2 separate regions of the Oryza sativa genome follow, and region 1 is linked to region 2. Evidence: chromatin contacts called from public HiCAR-type data. All regions are on one chromosome and are shown on one strand. The core of a region is the stretch at or near the end of the contact, and the rest is flanking DNA. Distances in the headings are between cores, read along the strand shown. Region 1 holds the start of LOC9271360 (cysteine-rich receptor-like protein kinase 43). Region 2 holds the start of LOC4346996.

Region 1 (3,577 bases), core at 57-2,556, 450 kb before region 2:
AACAGTTGGGAAATGCAAGACACAATTTTTTCAAGAACGAACAAATGAACATATGCCCTATCTTGTAGTAACAAATCTGCCTCAAATTTTCCATGCCTGATTAATCCGATTTTATCTCTAAGACTCCAGATAATGCAAGTATGCAACTCAAAACTATAATTGTGCCACAGTGTGCAAATGCAGTGAGCTAGTAGTAATTGTTAAGAGAAGAGCTTTGTCAGCAACAGCAAAGCATCTAGTAGCAGCCGTATTTTAATTTGTTAGATAGATAGATCGATGCATCGGTGATGACCACCCGCTGACGCAAGCAATGAGCTGTCCTAGCAACAAGAAACAGTGCACGCGACTTTTCCAAGCATTGAACTGATAATCCGATCCCCAAAAAAAAAAAAAAAACGACGCGTCCATCGGATGATTAAACTGGTTCCGTTCACGCGGTGAAAATTTTGCGGAAGGCAATGGCGAAGGAAGAAGAAATTGGAGTACTCACAGTGGAAGTTTCGGGGCGGCGGCGGAGGGGAGGAGAAGAGGATCTTGTCGAGGCTCTCGTTGGGGACGTACTCGTAGACGAGGAGCTTGTCGTCGGGGCCGTGGGCGCAGTAGCCGATGAGGTTGACGACGTTGCGGTGCTGGACGCGGGAGAGGAGGGTGGCCTCGTTGCGGAACTCGCGGGCGCCCTGGCGGGACCCGGCGCCGAGGCGCTTGACGGCGACCTCCCGGCCGTCGGCGAGGCGGCCGCGGTAGACGGGGCCGAACCCGCCCTGCCCGAGCTTCTGCCGCTCGGAGAACCCCCGCGTCGCGGCGCTCAGGGCCTCGTACCGGAACGCGCGCTGCTCCCTCGCCGCGATCGCCTCCAGGTCCGCCTCCTCCTCCTCCCGCCGCCGCCGCTCCGCGCCCCCGCCGCGGCGGGAGGACGACGAGCTGAACGGCCGTGCGATGCGCTCCAGGAGCTCGCGGGGCTTCATGCCCTGCTGCCCCCCTGCCTCCCCCGCCGTGGCTCTACTTGCTGCTGCTGCTGGCGCGGGCGCGGCGGCGGTGGTGGTGTTTGGTTGGGTTGGGGATTGGTGGGTGGGGTGGGGTTTTGGGTTGCCGTGGTCGAGGAGAAATGTTTCAGAGATGTCGCCGTCGGCGTCGGCTGGGGGGCGCGTCGCGTGGCATCACGGGCTCACGGCACTCCACGGCGAAGCGCAGCGCCGGGGAGGAGAGAAAGTCAGGGAGACTGCGCGTTGACAAAATGGGCACACCGGCGTGTATGCGGCTGGAACAGGTCGGGGGTGGAGGGGTTGAAGACGACTCGAAAGCAAATGGAAGAAGACTCCAACCCGGGAGAGCTTAGCAGGATAAAGGCTCAGTTTAGGGTGTGTTCAGTTCGCGAAAAAAAAATTTGAGTGTCACGTCAGATATTTGACCGAATGTCGAAAGGGGTTTTCGGACACGAATGGAAAAATTAATTTCATAACTCGGCCGGAGTTCGTGAGACGAAAAGTTTTGGTGTGTCACATCGGATATACGGACACACATTTAAAGTATTAAACATAGATTGATAACAAAACAAATTACAGATTCCGCCTAGAAACTGCGATACGAATTTATTAAACCTAATTAATCCGTCATTAGCAAATTTTTACTGTACCACCACATTATCAAATCATGGATCAATTAGGCTTAAAAGATTCGTCTCGCAATTTACACACAATCTATGTAATTAGTTTTTTTCTATATTTAATACTCCATGCATGTGTCCAAACTTTCGATATGACAGGGTGAAAGTTTTTTTGCATGAGAAGTAACAGGGCATAAGTTGTTTATTTTCTTTTACGGACACGTAAAAAGAATTACACGGCAATATAATAGAAGAAGAGAGCAGAGTTTGATTACATATACATAGAAGATAAGCTACTAAGAAAGAAAAAAAAACTCTTATCGCAAGGGAGGGTGGAGTAGGGGGTTCCACTACACTCCGGCATACGTCGTTTAGATATTTTTCTAAAACAAACTTGTCTAGTTTTAATCAAATTTGTAGGAACTATCAAAATAGATATTATAAATGTTGTTGTATTTTCTATAAACTTGATCAAATTTTTAAAATGTTTGATTTAAAAAAGTCAATGAGACTTATGATATGGAACGGTGGGGGCGAATTTTTTTTCTTTTTTGCAATACAATCTACTACTACATCCGTTCCGTTATAAGTCGTTTTGATTTTTTTTAAAACTTTTTTTTAGTTTGATCAAGTTAGCAACATCTACAATATTAAATTAATTTCATTAAATATAACAGTGAATATATTTTGATAGTTTGTTTGTTTTGTGTTAAAAAATTGTTATATTTTTATATAGACTTCATCAAACTTAAAAAATTTTGACTAAGAAAAAAATATTTTTAATATGAAATGGAGGGAGAGTATTTTGTATATAGTACAACTTGTACCATAGAAGATTTATTGTATTTTTATGGCATGTTCGAAGTTAGACGATACGTGTTTATTTAAAGACTATATACATATTCTTCTAATAGATTAAAAAAAATTTAACTAGAAATAAAAATAGTTTTATTACAATTCTTTCTTCACCTAATGGAGCAAAGTTTTTATTTTATAAAGGCTAAGGGTATTATTTGAGTTGTTAACTATTTGTCTCTTTTCTTCTCTCTATTCTACATCAATAGATATTCCTAATTAGCAATGCAAGGCTGAGTTTGGTTCTTCACTTTCCCAACTCATCTCTCTCGTTTTTCACACGCACGCTTTTCAAACTAATTAAACGACAAAAATTTTCTATACGAATTCATATTAATCAAATTTTCAAAAAAATAACTAATACTAAATTAATCATGCGCTAATGAGTTGCGCTGTTTTGCGTGCATGGAGTGTAAGTTCCCAACTCAAGAAACCGAACATAGCAGCTGTGTTCGGTAAAGGGGAGTTGCGAACTTTTCCTCCGAACATGCAAAACAATATAGTCCATTAGAGCAAGTATAATAATGATAAGCTATAAGGCTACTATAAGCTTAGGTGGAGAAGAGAGGTAGTGAAAAATTAAGGATGTTGGCTCTCATACAAGAACTAGCTTATCACAAGCTCCAAGACAAATGCATTAAATGTATAAGTGAGAGATAGAGAGATAAGAAGAAAATTGTAGCCAATCGTATAACTAATCTATAATATATGTTGGCTTTAAAATGAACTAATAGTAGGAAGTGAGCTCTATTATTATCATTGCTCTTAGCACGTGATTAATTTAGTATTACCTAATGTTTTTAAAAAGATTATCAATATTACTTTTAAAGTAACACATATATATATATATATATATATATACAGTTTAACCGTTTAGAAAGCGTGCGCGTAAAAAAACGAGGGATATCCCTCCAACCAAACACACCCTAACAGAAGCACTCAGCCAGCTCCTGTAAATAACCTCGCAATTACAGTTGTATGTATATTTGTACTGGTACTATCTTCAGTAGGAAATCTATGCCTTTAATTAACTCAATAAAAAAACTGAAAACGTGAATATTAATCGAAGTGACTAAAATTTATTCTCCCGGACAAATTAGTGAGATACGGAAGCATAAA
Region 2 (3,821 bases), core at 720-3,219:
GGTTTTGTCCCGCGTTGCATCTTTGACCCCATTGACTAGCTGAGCTAGCTTGTGGGGCCCACATGTCAATGATAAAGATAAAAAATAAAAAAAAAGGTAGGGCCCACCGTCAGCCACGAGCTGACTAAGCTAATCAACGGGGTCAAAGATGCCACGTAGAATAAAACCTCCTACGAAACCCCCTAGAGAGTCAATTTGCAACGGTTTTGGGAGTAGGGGGACACGTTATACCCGATTTTGCGGTCTAAGGGATGTGATTCATTCACGGGCATGAGTTGAGTGAGGCAAAGTAGACTTAGCCCCAAATGCCATATGGGCCCGCTGGAGTTTGTTCCTGAATTGGGCTGGAGTTTGGTCAGGAGTGGATCGCCTGACCGCTGCGCCGCTGACCAGACGGCGCCGTGCTCCACTCTAAGTCGCCGGAGCTCCGCGTCCTGCCCGGCGCCCGACTACGTATGTTCCCCTCTCCGCTGCTTCCACGCGCGTCCAGAGGCCCGAAGCTTGCCTCCCCGTCCACCTACGGAGCAATCTGCTCGGCATCAGTCTCCTCTCGCCTCGCACGCAAGTTGTTCGACGAAATGCCGGGGCGGGACAAGATCCCGCCGCGCGCGTAATTGAAGATGATCCCCAAGAACCGAGGGTGGCGGATTCGCGAAGGGGCCCGCGGCCGGACCACCCCCGTTACGGCGGTGCTCCAGTTGCTGCCGACGCCGGGTGGTGTCCGGCAGGTGTGCACTTTGACGTCTACGGTTTCGGCATCGTCGTCCTCAAGATCGCCTCCGGCCGGCGCCACGTGTCTCAGCCATGGTCTCGGAAACCATCACTGTCATTAATTCTAGAACTTTCTTCTCATGAATTGTCTTTCCAACACAGCATCCAAATCCAAGCGGCTCAATTATCTTGTGGATGTTGACAGCCAGGGCAGGTCGGCTAGCTTTTTGCTCGCCGCGACGTGGAGGTCAGGCGACGCGAAGCCGATGGATCCTTCTTCCTCCCGGTCGACTGCCGTGTCAGCAACTCCAGGTGGAGAAACGACTGGTCAAACTCAAACAGTCTCATATCTTCTAGCTCTTCAACCATGTCAAAGGTACACGTAATTAACCTCTCAGGTTCAGCACCAAATGACTAATTGCTTCCTAGTTCCTTGTCAATGTTTGCAACCTCATTCCGTATGACCCTTTTTTCCCCAAGTTTCATTAATATTTTGTTTTTCTATGACTATTAACTATTGATGAGCTAGTAGACTGTAGACTATGATGGCATAATGATACCTTGCAGTCTGAAGTCTGAACTAATTCATGAACAATCTGAACAGAGTTGCTGAAGAGAGGAGGGCCGGAGAATGATCAAATCAAGAACCACCGCACGAAAACATCCAAGGATTGTTTTGCTAAGATATAAGCAAGGTAAGTAAACTCGATCACTGATATTTTACAACACAAACAAGAGAGGGGAATAACATGTACATCTGGTGTGCTACAACCAACAGCTAAAGCTCTGAACCATGCAGATAGACATCACAGTAAACAGCATGTCAGCATGGACAGGCATCAGGTACTAACTCTCCGATCTCACAAAAAAAAAAAAGATCATCATCGATCGATCACTCCCCGACCGGGATGGCGCCGCCGGCGCGGCGGAGCGGGGAGAGCGACCGGGATGCCCGGAGCGTCGTCGCCGGGCAGCGGCCGCCGCCGGCCGGCCGCGTCTCCAGCAGCTGCAGCTTGAGGAGGAGCTCCCTGGCCTCCTCCTCCTCCTTCTTGATCCTCATCACCTGGCTGTGGATCAGGTACACTCCATCCTGCTGCTGCTGCTGCTCCAGATAATCCCCGACCGCTGATCTTCTTGCTCCCTGCAGCTGATCCCTCTCCTCCATTGGAGCTGACCTCGAAATCGCCATGGAATTAAATCTCAATTGCTTCTGCTGCTGCTGCTCAATTGTTGTGATGACACAGGTGTTCTTGTTGTTGTTTAGCCACAGGAGAAACTTGATATATATAGAGAGAGAGATGAAGAAGAAGATCAGGGGGGGGGGGGGGGGACTGGAGAGAGATGGTCAGGGTTCGCTTGCTTGTGAGGTGATTTTTGGCGGGAAAGCGACGGCGATGGCGCGAGAGGGAGGAAACGTGGGGCGGTTTCCCAGCAGTCGTTTTGGCGGTTGGGGGAGTGGGGAAAGAGGACGCCACGGTTGGCTTTGGCTATCCATCTGGACCAAGGACAAATCTCCGCGTTTTTTTTTCAATGAAATATATTTTCAACATCGTGAATTAATTGCGAGAGATATGCATCTGATCATCTCCCCCTTTTTTTTCTTCTTTGCCTCGAGTATTTTCCACGTCGTGAATTAATTGCACGAGATATTTGTGCACTTCATTTCCGTGGCTGCTTTTCTCGGTTGTCTGACCATGCTCTTTGCATACGTACGCGTATGGTTCTTGAGCATTCAAAATATACAGGTTTTTTGGGATTAATTTTTTTCTTTTTATGATGATCGTGGGGATATTCCATTCAAAAAAAAACCATTCAAAATGACTGGGGGATAAATGGTTTGGATTGGTGATGTTCTTCGTTCTAATGCAACGAGAAGGTGTTGATGTAGGGCCGTTTTGGATTAAAGCCAAAACATGGCCCTACTAAAATTTTGGAACTTTAGTAGTAAACGTGCTAGTTAGGATTGAAGCCAAACAATTGGTAGTGACCACGTTTAATTTGGCTACATTCTAGAATCTTCTTCACTCTCATACTAAATTTTGGCTTTATATTGGTATTAAACCAAACATAGACCAGCTAACTTTGCCCTAAAAAAAATTGGTAGTGCCAAAATTTAATTAATTGGTTTGGTAGGGTAGAAAAATAAATAGGCCTATGCTCATCGCAAGATATCATCCAATCGTAGAAGAACACGTACGTGCCGTCTAAATGTAGGGAACGACGACGAGTCGACGACCCAAGTCCAAGGCTGACAAGCTTCCCAGCTTCTCGAGGACTACTAGCTAAGCTGGTCTGCTGGTGTAGTGGTGTGCCGTGAACCAACAAGAAAGAACACGGAATTAGAACAGTAGATTACCACGCAGACAACGTGTTCAGATATCTCTGACGAAACGTAAACAGTGAATCGGATAACGCTTCCAAACCCGACCCCTACTTTGTTGACATGCTAGAAGGCACCACAACCACACATTTGTTTCACGGAACGAGGATAGATAAACTCACATAAACACACACATGTACACATAACATGCATCCGCAAAGCGGCAAATGCAAAGTAAATCTGCACTGTGCAAGTAGGCTGCAAACTATGAGATGACCAAATGGGCAGCCCAGCCCGGACACTACCGGGCCCAGACTGAGATCAGTCAGTCTGGCACACCCCGACCTACATGTTAGGCTATACCATGCACGCGCACGGGCTGCACCAATCCAATAAGACTCGGTCCATGTTGGGCCGCCCTAAAGGCACGATATCCTATCGTGCTTCGCCAAGAATACGTCTATTTTTTTCCTCCCACATCTTTTGGCTCGTGTATTATATGGTTGAATAAGTCTATTTTGCATTTCGCCTCTTTGGGTTGTGCATTATATGACTGAATTTAAGTTTATTTGGATCCCTCAACTATTTTCTTCTGTGTTCATTGGACCGTGCCGTGCTGGACCGGCCCACCGTGCCAAGGCATCAGCCCAATTGTCAAGGCCGGGCCAGCACGGGCTAAACACCAATCATGATGTGCCATGCTTGGGCCTTTCCATGGGCTGGGCCGTCGGGCCTTATGGCCATCTATACAACGGGTACTACTCCTGTTGCGGTTGGCAGTTGGCAACGA

The links. HiCAR-type assays count read pairs that join an accessible place to other places.
Region 1: a contact with region 2 is called in a HiCAR-type map of leaf, with 3 times the contacts expected there. The contact joins the promoter of LOC9271360 here to the promoter of LOC4346996 in region 2. A contact is called at or near these places in 1 of 15 Hi-C or Micro-C datasets (seedling) and 1 of 4 datasets of contacts at active chromatin or transcription factors (leaf).

Annotation. Positions count from the first base shown.
Region 1 is chr9:18,838,648-18,842,224 of ASM3414082v1, reverse strand. It overlaps LOC9271360 (cysteine-rich receptor-like protein kinase 43), which reads right to left and starts at 1,306. Exons shown (of 3, transcript XM_015795683.3): 1 at 491-1,306. The coding sequence starts at 965.
Region 2 is chr9:18,387,751-18,391,571 of ASM3414082v1, reverse strand. LOC4346996 reads right to left here and starts at 1,969. Exons shown (of 1, transcript XM_015755436.3): 1 at 1,399-1,969. The coding sequence starts at 1,900. The coding sequence ends at 1,604.